Regions from separate parts of the Mus musculus genome. Here all the other regions are linked to region 1. A link is a contact called in public HiChIP or PLAC-seq and promoter capture Hi-C data. All regions are on one chromosome and are shown on one strand. Each heading gives the region's core, a stretch centred on a gene start, on an enhancer-like site or on the middle of the called end of the contact. The rest is flanking DNA. Distances are from core to core; before and after follow the strand shown. Region 1 holds the start of Ccdc3 (coiled-coil domain containing 3). Region 2 holds the start of Proser2 (proline and serine rich 2). Region 3 overlaps Cdc123 (cell division cycle 123). Region 4 has its middle 42 kb from the start of Gm29857. Region 5 holds the start of Camk1d (calcium/calmodulin-dependent protein kinase ID).

Region 1 (2,815 bases), core at 168-2,667:
TTAGAAGCAACCCACAGCTTCAGGATCCACCAGCTGTTTCCTACCTGTGATTTAGGTTGAATTCAGTAGTAGATAAAAAATGAACTGAATTTGGGGGAATTTGCTGTGGTCACAGGCCAACCTCAGTGGAACTTCACAAGACTGGTGGTGTCTACATAGGACCCACCACCTGCCTGTTCCCCCCTCTGCACACTTCAAAGCACTGTGACCCGGGGTCTTTACCTTTCCCACCAGCGGGCCCAGTCAAGCTCTGCTAATTTGAATTACAGGGTAGCTGGTATAAGAGAGCAAGACAAGACAGCGCACGGGGGGGGGGGGGGGGGGCTGCTTTCTGGCATCAAGGTGGGTAGGAAAGGAGAGCTTGGGTGTACATTAAATGACAGGACTTTCCCAGGTGCTTCGCGAGCTTCTGTCACGATTTGCTTCCCACTTTTATCCAGATAGGAACTGGTGGAGGGGAGCAGCGTGAGAGTGGACTCAGAACTGGCTCGAAACTTATACAAAGAAGTTCAAAGCCAGAAAGAATCCCAACAACTGATGGCAAAGGTCATCTTTCTCAAAACATCAAATGAGTGATTGGAAAGCACTTTGATAGCTGCGTGTGGTAGCGTGTAATCCCCCTACTCAGGGGCTGAGGCAGGAAGATCACAGAAAAATCCGATCTCATAAACAAGAGCACGTTATTAACCTTTTTGTCTTTAACCCGGTCTATACATATAAACTCCAAAGGCATCACTGTATCTTAAACAGCTTTAGCCAAGGGCGGTCAGAGCAAGGAAAGAATGAGAAGAGCCTAGGACGTGGTTTAGTTTGGGGGAGGGGGAACGGATCCCCCGGGGCGCTCCTAACCTGCTGCAGGTAGCCCGCAGAGGGGGGCAGGCTCACCTTACAAAGAAGAAATAAGAGTAGTCCTGGACCACCGTGTGGGAGTGGCAGGAGAAGTAGCCCAGACCAGTAAGGTTGAGCCGGGAGCCGGCGGGCACCTCCAACATACTGCCCCACGCCTGGTCACACAGCATCTCCACCTCGGCGGAGTAGAAGAGCCCTCCCTCTCCAGCTTGGTACTGCCACGGCAGGTAGTTGTAGAGGCCAGGCACCTCGGGGTGCAGCGCCAGCACCTTGGCATACACGATGGTCTCGGCTAGCTCGGCGCGGCAGCCTTCGCTCAAGGGTCTCCACTCCGACGGCAGCTGGCAGGCGCGCGCGGGCGCCGGGGAGGCGGCGAGGCAGAGCGCGGCGAGCAGCAGCGGGAGCGGCATGCCGGCGGCTACGCTCTAGCCCGGGCGCATGGCCCGCCCGGGTGCCCGGGACGGCGGGGAGCCGGGGAGCCCGCAGCGCCTGCCCGAGAACCGCGGACGGGGCGCTCGGCTCGCCTGCACGCGCTCCGGAGAGCTGGGTGCACGGCTAGCTCTTCGGCCTGGATCACCATGACCGGGCCTTCGCCCCGCCACGCTTAAAAAGGGTCCAGAGGACGCGACGGGACGGGCGGAGATTGGGGCGTGGACCGCGGCAGGGGCGGGGAGTCCGTCAACCCCGCAACCGGCCCGTGCAGAACTCCCGGGAGGAAGGGACGAACCCCTGCGCCCTGGGACTCCAGGGTGACTAGAGGAGATGTGCGTACAACGCCTTGACCACCAGACCTAACTGGTTTGTAGCACCCAACTATGGGCTAGGTCAGAGCTTGCCAGTAGAGTTTTTCCCTAGGCAGGTGTTCCTACTATTGCTCTCAGTTTGTACAGTGGAGTGCTCTGCAGGAGTCTTAAGTTTTCAATGCAAGTGACTTAGAATCAAAGCACATAGAAATCAAATCTGAGTTTATCTTCCCAGAACTTCGTGTAGAATAATATTTTCTCTCCTTCCCTTTCTCCTCTCTTTCTCTGCCCCTCCCTTCCTCTATTCCCTTTCCCTCTTATCTCCTCATCCCCTCCTCCTCTCTTGTCTGTTCCCCCTCTCCTCCTTCCCCTTTCCTCTCCTCCCCCTCCCCTTCACCCTCCCCTCCTCTCCTCATCCCCTTTCCCTCTCATCTCTCTCTATCATGTACACACACACACACACACACACATTGAGTTTTCTGTAATAATAATGTCAAAAGAATCCCTATAAAGATTTGAAAATCCATTGTTCACGGCTTATTTATTTATTTATTTATTTAAGCTTAACTGCTTTATACAGCCCCAAATTCAGAAAGTTCTATACCTGGGAAGCAACTTCACCCATAAATTCAAAAAAGCTTTTCACTAGTTAGTGGGTAAAATAGAAGAGACCAAAACCCTCAAAAGTGCCCAGCCTCCATTGCCTTTACTATTCTTGGTGTAATGAGAATCAATCACAAGAAGGCTGGGGGTGTGGCTCCATTACCAGTGTGCTGGCTGGCATCCATCACCCCCTGGACTTGATCCCTAGCACCTCACCAGAGGGGCACAGTGGCAAACACCCGGTACTGGGAGATGAAGGCAGGAGGATCAACATTCAGGGCTGTTCTCACCTACACAGGGAGGCTTCACAGGGAATTTGAGTCCAGCATGGGCTAAAGAAACTGTCTCCAAAAAAAGGAAAGAAGGAAAGAAAGAAAGAAAGAAAGAAAGAAAGAAAGAAAGAAAGAAAGAAAGAAAGAAAGACAGAAAGAGAGAGAGAGAGAGAGAGAGAGAGAGAGAGAGAGAGAGAGAGGAAGGGAGGGAGCAAGGAAGAAAGGAAGGAGAGAGAGAGAGAATACCTGTGTGTAAGTGTATTAATTATATGTTATGGGTGTTAGCCATATATCATTATCATAATATACATAATGTATTTAATGCATTTTCAGCAGATTTTTAAGCAA
Region 2 (2,815 bases), core at 178-2,677, 990 kb before region 1:
AACCCAGTCATTTGTGTGGCCAGCCACTTCCTTCGCTTTCCATTAAATGGGGAAAATGCAAACATTTAGGGGGTACAGGTTGTCATTCGAGCCACACCAAGCATTACAGTGAATAAAATCCATGGCCCTGGCTTTCTCGCTGAGAACATTAGCTTCTGCCCGGTTGGGAAAGGCTGCCACAACAATGAGCTATTACTATTAGCTACTCAGAAATGTTCCCCCCGGTGGTAAAGATATCCCAACAATCAACAGGATCAAAACCGGGGCCTTTCTTCAGCCTCGTCGACCTCAAAAATCCCTCTCTGTAAAATAACCATAAGAAGTCAAAGGACCTGGCTGGCCAAGAAAATGGCTCATTGGATTGAGGCACTTGCCCTGAGCCCTGAACTCTGACCCTCGTGAGGGCAAGAGAGGACCAGCTCCTGAAGGCTGTCGGCTGACCTTCACTTTTTGAAGCATCTCTCTCTCTCTCTCTCTCTCTCTCTCTCTCTCACACACACACACACACGAATGAAGGAATGGATGAGTGGATGAATGAATGAATGAATGAACCAAAAGAAACAAAATCCTCAAAAAAAAGCAAGAAGGATTTTGACATTTTTCATGACAAGCAAATGATAAATATTTAAGGAGCTGGCCATGTTTACTCTGCTAAAAACCCTGTTCAGTGTGCACACATATGGGAACATCACATAAGTAACTCACATATGGACAATGCTTACAAGTTCATTAAACATGAATAGAGCTTGGCGTGGTGGCACACGCCTTTAATCTCAGCCTGCATTGGCTCTCTCTGAATTGGAGGCCAGCCTAGTCTACATAGTGAGCTCCAGGCCAGCCAAGGCTACATAATGAGATCCCTTTTCAAAAAAACAAAAACAAAGAAAGACTTAACCCCACGACCCCACAAACATTGTCTAAATGAATTAAACAAAATAATGTATGTTATGTGTCTTGTTTGAAAGTATACGTATTTCATAAATAACAGTCATTATTATTAAATGAAAATAATCTCTTCAGGATATTGTTGTTGGATGCCTGTAATCTCAGAAGTCAGGAGGCTGAGGCAGGAGGATCATGAACTTGAAGCCATCCTACATAATGAAATTCTACTTTAAAACAACAACAACAACAACAACGAAACTCTCAAAGTTAGTGGTGGAGTTGCTGGAGAAGTCCCTTCTTATTCAGGACTTCAAAAGCACATTGGTATTACGATTGCTCATGCTCAATTCAGTCTCACAAGTAGACCGAGAAGGCCTGACAGGCACAGCCAAGGGCTTTGGGCGCTGGCCCTTTAAGTATCGCGGGGACGCGCAGACTACCTCTGGCCGACTGGAGTCCGGCCGCCAGGAACGCGCGGCAGAGGTGCAGAGCGCTGGGCGGCGGAGCGCGCACGGCCGCCGAGAGCGCGCGGCGGGGAGGTGCTGGACGCCCTGGGGAGCGCGCTCCAGGCAGCCCGGGACGATCGGCGTGCGTGCGTGCACGACTTGCTGGCCGGAGGACGGCGTGAGCCCCGAGGGTCTCAGTCGGCGTGGACACCTGCGACCCGCGGAGGGGACTTGGCTCGGTGAGTTCCGCCCTACTGAGCGAGGCCAGGCCAAGCGCGGGACACCGGGAGCGGCAGCAGCTGTCGGGATCATCCAGGGCTCCCGGTCCGGGTCTTGGTAACTGGGGAAGCCCTTTGCGCGCAGCTGGGGCTCTGTCGTCGCCGAGGTCAGTGCCACCGGTTGGCCTCCATCCTGGGGCTTCGGGGATCGCGACGTGTGGCTTTTCACCTAGGGGTTTTCCCGAGAGCGAGAGTGGCTCGTGGCGTGTTGTCTGAGTTGAGTCTTTGGTCCCTTACCTTTCCTGGAGCGGACTGCGCGTGAGGACCGTGTCCTTTGCGAGGCTGAAACCCGGAGATGGCCAGAGCCACCTGTTAAACCAGTATCCTGAGCGAATCCTTCGGCAGGTTTTCCATGCCCCCGCCGGTTCCCCGCAGGTAACTGAATCGCGCGGGGATGTTTGTGTGGGTCTGCCGGGAGACCTGGGACGGTAGGGTTAGAAAGACCGAATATGTGGCTAATGAGACAGGGCTTAACAAAAGGCAGTCAAATAAACTGCAGCGTTTCCCTGAGACGGAAAGTTTCTCAACTTTTGTTTTACGGATTCTAAATTTAAGTAACTAACCCCCTCTAGGCACCTAACCACAGGACAACTCTGCCTGAACCTATTTGGTGCAAAGGAGACAATGAAGAGGGGTTTGTGTGTGTGTGTCCCCCTAAAGAGTAAAACTTTCGAGTCCCGCTGTGGGAAGATTCCCTCTGGCTCCAGTTTTAATAGATAACAACAAGAAGCTTTGTCCTAGAACGATCTAGAAATACCAAACCAGGTATTAAGTGTAAACTCTGGGAAGTGCTTGAAGGACAGACTCTTAGGAAAAATAATTTTCTGTGAGGTGCTCCAGTGTGTACTAAAACTTTGCCCTCATATTCCATGCCTGAATGTTCCAGATTGTTTTCCTAGGTGGAGGAGGTACTTTCGTTGGTGCGGCCAATGGTGCGGCCAATGTGGAAATACAAACAAATGCCCTATTTACTTGGGGCTGGGTGGGAAGGGTGGAAGTCGGGCTACGATCTTTCTTGCCAGGCTTGACAGCGTATGTATGGAATCTTCTGTATTTTCTTGCCCAGACCAGTAATAGCCTTTTTCTCGGTGACTGGTTCCTTTTAACAGTGACTCCAGTGAGCTTCTCACTGGAAAATTTTGGATCCTGATAATTTAAAAGCATTTTTCTCCTCTCACAGAAAACAGAAATTTGAAATTAGAATAA
Region 3 (2,815 bases), core at 103-2,602, 670 kb before region 1:
GACTTTCTTATGGAAAGAAAATTTGGTTAATGATAGCTTTTGTTTTCCTTTTCAACACGAGTCCTGCTTGAGGCTAAAGTCTTGTCAGTGTGTGTATTAAGTATTTCTCTCTCTGTCTCTGTCTCTGTCTCTCTCTGTCTCTCTCTGTCTCTCTCTCTCTCTCTCTCTCTCTCTCTCTCTCCTCTATCCCCTCTATCCCCACCCCCAGCCTCCCTGTGCCTCCCCACTAAACTTAACCCAGGAGTTTTAGTAAGAGTTCTAGCACCTCCATCCATGAGAGTCATAGTGTACCTTCTGACTGAATGCTCCTTTCACCCTTGTTACCTCAGTAGTACATGGCACACGTAAACATTTGCTACTGTAAAAACAGAAAGGCCATTGGCAGCTTAATAAAGCACACTGTGTACCTTTCTTTTGAAACGTGTTGTAGATTATATCATTTGGTTCCCAGTTATTAGTGGTTCTAGAAGTCTGTGTTCTCTGGATTTCAGCTAGTCAAGTTGACCACAATTGTTACTGTTTGCAATGTGAAAACATAAATGATTGCAGAGTGCCAACGTGCCACAGAGTCAGGGAGGCCAAAGGCTTTTACACTGGGTTTGTGTTTGAATGGCTCGATGCTTCCCTTCCTCAAACTGGATCCAAGGCTTCATGCCTGCTGAGCATAAACCTCAATACCTCACTACCCACTACCTTCAAGACAGCCTTTAAAAGATTTCTCTGTGCCCGAGAAATCCTGTCTTTCATTGGTCAGCACATCTGTTAGCTGAATCCTTCTCCTGTGACAAAGCAAGAGGAGGAGGATCTAGTTCTGCTCACAGTTCAGGGGCCTTAACTGCAGTGGTGGCCTCGTGGCTCTGTGCCCACAGTGAGGCAGAGCAGTATGGCGGAGAGCTACCCGCCTCCTGGTGCCGGGGAAGCAGAGACTTGGTCTGACTTCATACACTCACCCCACTGCTGAGTTCCCGGGCTTACAGCTGGAGACACGTATTGAACACATGAACGTGTGAGGGCCATCTTACTTCCAACCGTAATAGCCACAAGGGGGGAAGTGCTCTTGTTTTCTTCATGCTCGGTTTTCACAATTGTATATTACATATTACGAGTGATGCACATGTACAACTACCTTTTTTTCCCACCAATTTTGTCAAGCTCCCTACAATAATGCATGTCAGTGGTAAATTAAAAGTAAAAATGAGCCAGGCGGTGGTGGCGCACTCCTTTAATCCCAGCACTTGGGAGGCAGAGGCAGGCAGATTTCTGAGTTCGAGGCCAGCCTGGTCTACAGAGTGAGTTCCAGGACAGCCAGGGCTACACAGAAAAATCCTGTCTTGAAAATCCAAAAAATAAAATAAAATAAAACAAATAAAGATGAGTAGCAGTAGAGGGACGGATCACCTGGGCTTTCCCCCTTGTCCTGGTTTGCTTTGTTTCTCTGTTGCTGTGATAAAATACAGACCCAAAGCAACTTGGGGAGGCAAAGGATTTATTTCGTCTTCCTGCTTAGAGTCATTATCAAGGGAAGCTAAGGCGGGAACTAAAGCAGAGGCCACGGGGCGGGGGGGTGGGGGGGGGCTGCTTACTGACTTGCTCCCCATGCCTTGCTTAGCTACTTCCTTAAACAAGGACAGCTTCCTTGCCCGGGATAGCGCTGCTCGCAGTGGACTGGACCCTCCCGTATCAATCATCAATTAAAAGAGAAAATGCCCCCACAGACCTGTGCACAGGCCAGTCTGATGGAGGTAGGCTCCCACTAAGCTCCCCCTTCTCAGGTGACTCTAGTTTGGGTGAAAGAGACACAAAGTAACCAGCGCTCGGTGTCCACAGCTTTCACCCATCTTCATTGCTGATGCACACCCATGCCTGCTAATCTCATGGGGTTCTTGTCTTCATATTCCTGTCCTGCTGTGGCATGTTTCCCTTTGCCTCAAAGTGGATCCCCTTTCTACTTCCTCCTCTCCCTCCCACACATGACAGCCAGCAAGTTGCTTCCTTGTTTGTTCCATCGGAGTATTTTATTCTCCCTGGTGTTCTGAAATGATCTGTGTACCTGCTAGCTTCCTCTGTCATGCCTCATAAAGCACTTTGGGGTCCTAGGTGATTTGTGGTCCTGGTGCCTAGTCCAGGGCTTGGCACAGATGGGCGTTTTGTAATACTCTATTTTATTGTTCATGAAACAGTCCTTAGAGGGGATGCTTAACGGAGGGTTGTATGGTTCTGTCCAAGGTCTTTTGCAATGACAGACATTGTGGCTTTCTGTGGCCAAGCTACTGTCCACAGAGCAGTCCTCAGTGTACTCCTCAGGGTTATCACTAAGGTGGATGGTGCTGCCATCCTACCTTCACTAAAGATGGAGCATAGCCATGTTGCGTGGCTCTCAGTGGCAGAGCTGATGTCATAGAACAGTATGCAGCCTGCTGACTCCGCAGCAGGACGGACACCGAGAGTGGACAGACTTACCGTCACTCAGAGCTGGTCAGCCTGAGTTGTGTATCGTCCTAGCTTATTTGCCAAGCTTGGACTTTTTTGAATTTTAGATTCTTTGCCCATTGACAGGAAAATGGAGGTTACTGGAGCTGCTTGTGCTGTGTTGAGGATTAAATGCGCCTGCGTAGTACTCAACAGCAAGCAATGCTTCATGGGATCAAAGCTCATATTGTTTATGAAGATGTCTGCATAAATTAACAAAAAAATTGCATTTTTCTCTCCAAAGGTTTATTCATTGCACTGATGACTCTCCAGACCCTTGTATAGAGTACGAGGTAAGCGGCTTGTTCGCCTTAGACCATTGAGAATCCCGGACAAAGGTCCTGGA
Region 4 (2,815 bases), core at 210-2,709, 630 kb before region 1:
ACCTGCAGCTGGTTCTCATAAGATCCACAGGGATGACCTTGGTTAATAATTTCTGAAAAACAAAATAAGTAGGAACCAGGATCCACATGCTCAGGCTCCCTTCGGGGCTGTGTGAAAACCTTCCATGACCACATGTGGAACACACTCTTCCCTTTAAACCATCCAGACAGGAAACGGAGCAACAGGGCCCAGGCCCTGACTCGCTGGGTGAAGCTTCTCCAATAAAAGGGGTGTACACTGTCATTTAAAGAATATCTTTCGTAAAACTGCTGAGTTACTTCCTCAAATTTTCTTCCTTTTTTTCTAAAGATTGCTGACTTTGGGGTGAAGAAATCACAACTGCTAACTCTTAGATCCCCGGAAGAGTGTTATGGGCTCTTTCTTAGTTCTTAGTTGGAAGGAAAAGCTCCGGATGTTTTGTCCACTACAGATAATTTTGGGAAACATTTAGTCTGTGGCTTCTTCCACGTTGCTAAGAGACTTACCACAAGATGGCGCCTGGCTTAGTTAATGAAAGGCTTTCCCTACTTTTAGGTCCTTGTACTTGGAGTGGAGACACTTGGCAGAGCTGATGATGTTGTTTCCATGGAGACAAAAGTCTGAATCACTGTATGAGTTTTTAATGATGGAGACTCTCCTCTTATATCCTTTAACTATGCTGTGCCTTCCAACTAAATTTTTCCTATTAACAGCAGCTAAAGTGACACCTGGCTTGTGACTGAAGACACTGGATCTTCTCCCCAGGTCCCAGTGGAGTAAGAGGGCCATGTGCTCTGTCCTCTCTCTGTTGTGTTTTGTAGTTGTTGATTTAAACCTCAGACCCTTGGTTTCCTTAATTCAAGTGTTTGTTATAGTAACTGCATCCCAACTAACGGTGAATTTGGGAGTTTTTCTGCTGTTCCTTAATTAAACATGGGGAGATTGGCAGTATAACTAGGAAACTCAGTGGAGCTGTAATAACTCATTTGTGTAAGGAAGGCTGACTCTGAACTCTAAGGTAAGTGATGTTAGCTACATAAACCCCAACAAGCCTGTTAGCATATCACTGGATGTTCCTGGATTAGCAGATGAATCAGAAATTAAGCCAGTCTAGCAGTCACAGATTTTTCAATTCTGGGACAGAACCACTTTTTCCTTTTCTCTTTCTTTTTGTTGGGGTGGAGGGAGGTTTCGAGACAGGATTTCTCTGTGTAGCCCTGGCTGTCCTGGAATCTTCTTTGTAGAGCAAGCTGGTCTTGAACTCACAGATGTCAACTACTTCTGCCTCCTCAGTGCTGCACTCAAAGGCCTGAACCACCACATTTTTTGATATTTGTTGTGAGAGTGGAATGAGAGGCATGTGTCCTTAAAGTGAAATAAACCTCTCTCTAGTACATCCCTGTTGCTATGTGGCAAGGCTCTACTGTCTTTCTGGATCCAGAACCAGCATCATTGGGTATGAAACTATCTCTGGGGAAGTGAATCTGCCCAGCTCTTATCAGCCTCTGGTTAGGACTTCCTGAATATGACACAATGTCCTGGGGGAAGGGAGGCCTGCAGCTCTTATCTTTATCTCTCATCTGACACCAGGGCATTCTTGTGGCCAAGGCCAATGATGATGTTGTTTCCAGGCAGGAGCCCTGGAAACAGAAGGTGGGTATAAGAGTGTATGTTGTGGGTGTAAATCCTTAGAATTGTTGTTCTTCTAAGGGGTCATGTTCAGAATTCATTAAGAGGTAGACCAGTTAGCTCTATGGTTGCTGAGGGTCCTACTCAATAAGAAACATCAAAATAACACAGGGGTTGTAACAAGATAGAATGTTGTACTTTTCAGACCTTGTTTATTTGTTTATTTTGAATTCATGAACTCACTATGTAATCAAGGATGATTTTGAACCCCTAATCCTTCCACCTCGACCTCCCAAGTTCTGGGTTTACAGGTGTGTGCCACTGCATCTGGCCTGGCCTTTCTAAGCAGACTGCTACAGGAGGTAAGCAGAAACACTTTTGATAAGTAGCTACAAATGTTAGTAAGATGCTCTATCCACCGCCACTCCCCTCTACTCCGAAGATCACACTAGCATTACAATTCCCAAGCTTTCCAGCTGCAGAACTTGTTGGTTAAGTAGGGCAGACAGTGTGGGACCAGAACTAAACCACCAGGGATAAGAGAGAAGAGGTTGGGTTTGATGCTTTCTACATAGCCATCTGGCCCTGATCCAGGCTGTCATATGCAACCATCAAACAAATATGTAAGGAATGTGGACTTATGGAGTGAGTCAGTGGGAACACCCTGGGTACTCACCCTGATAAGAGGAGGGTGAGTCTCTGGGACCAGAAGGGGTCCATCAACAAGGAAATCACCCCTGGCCGAGGACCTCAGATTTTCATCTTGTCATGCTTCCACGGGTACCCCAGAACAATATTGGTTACATTTATCTTGAATTGGCAAGAATGGCTTGATTTTAAATATTCTTCCTGTTTGGTTCTGAAAAAAATATAATTTTACTTATCAGTCTGGTCTCATGTCCCAATTTTTGCCTCTGACAAATAGCACATGCTTCAGATCTTTGAGTTCAGCCATTTTCCTTTCTTATTGGTAGGAAATCCCTAGGGGATGGCTAGAGATGGATCATTTGACAAAGCACCAGGCTGGGCTCTGAAAATTGCTGGTGTCAATCACAGTGTGTGTCACTGCTACATGTAAGTGGATTCAACACTGTGGAGTAAGATGAGATGGACCAAAGGCCCTGCTAAATGGAGCTAAATATCTTCAGAGAGCTGTGAGTTTTTCCAGAAGAGCCTTTCTTGAAATATAAATGAGCCTAGTGAAACA
Region 5 (2,815 bases), core at 228-2,727, 580 kb before region 1:
CTCGATTGCATCATTTTGTCTTGTGCTTGATTTAATTTCATGTTTTGTTCATTATGGCTCTAGGAGCAATAGGCTGTTTCTCCCCAACCTCCAAGCCCGTGAGCGTGTGTATCCCACAGGCTGGGTGTGTGCAGCATCCAGGTCTGTGTAAATACACTTAACATGATGATCATATGACTCGGTTGTCACACTCCTAAACAACCAATGGTTATAACCCTCTTCTCTGCTGTTCTCAGCTTCAAGAGCTTAGGACTAAGGGCCAAAGAAACGTGGAAAACAGCACTGAGAATCTAGGGATAGGTAGATTTTTCTTCTAACCTCCTTGGGAGTCCACAAAGGGCTCCAAGGCAGAGCCTCTGGCCAGTCTGAACCAATGGGGAGGTGTTGGGGGGGGGGGATTTCTTTTTCTGAAAGCAGATTCACACCTCCTCCTCCTCCCCCCTCTCAAATTGGAACAGTCCTGGGAAAATGGGACAGGTGTCCCCAGTTAAGAGACAGGGCTGTTTACTCAATTCAGCCGAACAGCTCTAAGGGAGAGGAAGTCTTGCTACAAAGAAAACTTAACATTTCCTATCATGAGGTAGTAGTCCCTGCCAGTTGAACCAAAGGACCAACTGGAAACGCTGCCTACTGTCCTCTAACAGGTGAATACCAGGTGAGAGTGGGCAGGTCAAAGTTCACTCTGGAGACCAGAGGCCTGAGGAAAATGTATCTCTGCTTCTACCTTAACCTTCTAAGTAAGCCACTTGCGGGGTATGCTGATGGGGGAAGGCGCTAGAGAGAGGCGTCTTTCCATTGAATCGGTGTAATTTGGCCACGGCCTCAGAGCATCAGGAGTAAAGTGAGAAAGAGGAAATCAGAAGGGTTCAAACACTAGTCAGTCCAGTCACTCCAGTTCTGGGCCAGGCCAGCCACCATGTCCCGCATCCACCCATCACTTGGCCGCCAAATAACCCCTGGAGTTTTACTCCGGAAGGGACCACCAGGCGGTGATTGGCTCGTCTTGGGCGTGCCTGTCCGATACATCCCGAGGTTTCCTTTAGCTGCTCCAAAACTGACGTGAAGCAGATTTTGGTGCAATGCGAATTAGCTCCAGCAGCGGAGTCCGGAGGTGACTGCCGAGCTCCGGGAGCGCCTGCTGGGGCAAAGCTGCGGCCAGGAGTCAACGCCCGCCTGCCGATGGCTCCATCCAGGCCGCCGCCCATTGCCTTGACAACAAGCCCCCACCCGCCCTCCTGCACAGCAGGCTTGGGTCACCGGCTCTTGGGTATGCGAAGGCGCCCCGCCCTGGGCGCCCCGCAACCGTGAGCCGCGCAACCCCACCTTGCCGAGAGCTTCCGAGCGCCAAGCAGAGGCGCCCCCTCCTGCTCGAAGAGGGAAAGCCCGGGCGCCCCCAGCATTGACTTCATAATAAAGCTCCCTAAAGGCTAGGGCTCCCCCGCGCGTTCCGGCGCCCTGCACCTGCTGGGTTCTCCCACCCGCCCTCGCCCGGGGACCCAGGGTGCGCGGACGGCCTGGGAGCGTGCGTGGCTCCGTGGTCAAGTGCTGCATCCCGGCGCCCAAGCACGGAGCTCCTGGGGAGGGGAGGGGGAGCGGGACATCCCCGAAGGCCGCCTCGCGGGAGGCGGGGAGGCTGCCGGGTGCACTGGGAGGGCGGGGAGCCCGCGGGAGGAGGCGGGCTGGGGGAGTGGGGCGGGCGGCGGGGAGGGAGCAGGAGCCAGGCAAGAAAGTAGCAGAAAGTGAGGCTGGCAGGCGGCGGCAGAGGCAGGAAGTCTTTGCCGGAGAGCAGTAGAAATTAGAGCCAGGGAGGGACCGCGGCGGCAGCAGCCAAGGCGAAAGAGGAAACTGCCGAAGAGGAAGCTCTGCGGCAGCCCGAGCCTCCCTGCGCTCCGCATCCTCCCGCTCCGCATCCCGGCGCCGGGCATCCCCCGGAGCCCGCGCCGCGCCTCCGGCGCCCCTTCCCCAGCGCAACCCTCGGCCGCCCTACAGCATTAGTCTGCCATGGCCCGGGAGAACGGCGAGAGCAGCTCCTCCTGGAAAAAGCAAGCAGAAGACATTAAGAAGATCTTCGAGTTCAAGGAGACCCTCGGAACGTAAGTGGGTGCTGGGGACCAGCGGGTGGAAGTAGCATCGGTGGCGGCAGCAGCGTCGGCTGCTCCTGCTGCTACCGTCGCCACCGCCACCGCGGCAGAAACTGGCTGGTCGATGCGTCCTCATTGTCCCATAGTCCGCTCTTATGGAGACCCTCCGCGAGTCCACCGCGTGGGTCTGCGCCCACGGTTGACACCTCTCCTGGGCGGGGGAGGGGAGCGCAGGGCGCGCAGAGAACAGCCCACGCGGGCGGGCGACTTTCCTTTTCCCTTGCCACCACCGCCCTCCACTGATTTTCTCCCCACGCGTGACTGTGGGCTGAGCATGGTGGATCTCGCTGATCGCTGGCTGTGTGCACTTACTCATCGTGTGTATGGGCGCACTGGGCCGACGAAAGTGGTCACGAGGAAATTCAGCTTTTGGTCCTACCCTTACATCATATATTCCTATGGAATTGACATATGCACGTACTAGGTGTAGACAAGACTTTGGCTGGCCTCAGGATGATGGGAGGGAAGAATTTCGCAGTATTCAGAGTGACATGTGGTCAGAGCTTCATCTGTGTGTACATCTCACCATAGGGTCAGATGCCCGGCGCTGGGGTTCATGTCCGGGTGGGAGGAGGATCAGTGAGTCTTTAGGGGCGGTTCTCTCCGGGGCTCATGCTTGATGGTTACATCTCCAGAAAGCAGAAATAATCAAAAGTGTGTGTCATCAGAGCTCT

Evidence for each region. Promoter capture Hi-C pulls out the DNA fragments that hold promoters and counts their contacts. HiChIP or PLAC-seq counts read pairs in DNA pulled down with a chosen protein or histone mark.
Region 2: a contact with region 1 is called in a promoter capture Hi-C map of stem cell-derived epiblast-like cells, with 3 times the contacts expected there. The contact joins the promoter of Proser2 here to the promoter of Ccdc3 in region 1. A contact is called at or near these places in 3 of 39 promoter capture datasets (hippocampal neurons, pre-B cells and stem cell-derived epiblast-like cells) and 1 of 115 datasets of contacts at active chromatin or transcription factors (pancreatic cancer cells).
Region 3: a contact with region 1 is called in an H3K27ac HiChIP or PLAC-seq map of embryonic stem cells, with 5 times the contacts expected there. The contact joins the enhancer-like site here to the promoter of Ccdc3 in region 1. A contact is called at or near these places in 12 of 39 promoter capture datasets (the 3T3-L1 cell line, 3T3-L1-derived adipocytes, the HPC-7 cell line and 6 more), 1 of 15 datasets of contacts at CTCF or cohesin (large pre-B cells), 1 of 484 Hi-C or Micro-C datasets (embryonic stem cells), 6 of 115 datasets of contacts at active chromatin or transcription factors (craniofacial prominence, embryonic basal ganglia, embryonic stem cells and 1 more) and 2 of 9 other capture datasets (adipose tissue and embryonic stem cells).
Region 4: a contact with region 1 is called in an HNF4G HiChIP or PLAC-seq map of pancreatic cancer cells. The contact joins the enhancer-like site here to the promoter of Ccdc3 in region 1. A contact is called at or near these places in 10 of 39 promoter capture datasets (the 3T3-L1 cell line, the C10 cell line, cranial neural crest and 6 more), 4 of 115 datasets of contacts at active chromatin or transcription factors (craniofacial prominence, embryonic stem cells, pancreatic cancer cells and 1 more) and 1 of 9 other capture datasets (embryonic stem cells).
Region 5: a promoter capture Hi-C map of liver shows a contact between it and region 1, with 8 times the contacts expected there. The contact joins the promoter of Camk1d here to the promoter of Ccdc3 in region 1. A contact is called at or near these places in 14 of 39 promoter capture datasets (the 3T3-L1 cell line, the C10 cell line, cranial neural crest and 6 more), 2 of 484 Hi-C or Micro-C datasets (both in embryonic stem cells), 12 of 115 datasets of contacts at active chromatin or transcription factors (craniofacial prominence, embryonic fibroblasts, embryonic forebrain and 6 more) and 1 of 9 other capture datasets (embryonic stem cells).

What each region holds. Positions count from the first base shown.
Region 1 is chr2:5,136,378-5,139,192 of GRCm38.p6, reverse strand. Ccdc3 (coiled-coil domain containing 3) reads right to left here and starts at 1,417. Exons shown (of 3, transcript NM_028804.1): 1 at 886-1,417. The coding sequence starts at 1,259.
Region 2 is chr2:6,128,797-6,131,611 of GRCm38.p6, reverse strand. Proser2 (proline and serine rich 2) reads left to right here and starts at 1,427. Exons shown (of 4, transcript NM_144883.4): 1 at 1,427-1,570.
Region 3 is chr2:5,810,743-5,813,557 of GRCm38.p6, reverse strand. Cdc123 (cell division cycle 123) reads left to right here. Exons shown (of 13, transcript NM_133837.5): 7 at 2,714-2,762. Among named protein-coding and RNA genes, the nearest start is that of Gm29984, 13 kb to the left of the region's middle. Within about 2 kb of position 1,352, at least 23 of the 459 cell types and tissues checked have an H3K27ac peak or open chromatin away from gene starts, as enhancers often do. A contact at or near this core is called in adipose tissue and embryonic stem cells, where this site is marked.
Region 4 is chr2:5,768,520-5,771,334 of GRCm38.p6, reverse strand. No RefSeq gene overlaps it. Among named protein-coding and RNA genes, the nearest start is that of Gm29857, 42 kb to the right of the region's middle. Within about 2 kb of position 1,459, at least 53 of the 459 cell types and tissues checked have an H3K27ac peak or open chromatin away from gene starts, as enhancers often do. A contact at or near this core is called in pancreatic cancer cells, where this site is marked.
Region 5 is chr2:5,713,424-5,716,238 of GRCm38.p6, reverse strand. Camk1d (calcium/calmodulin-dependent protein kinase ID) reads left to right here and starts at 1,477. Exons shown (of 11, transcript NM_177343.4): 1 at 1,477-2,093. The coding sequence starts at 2,002.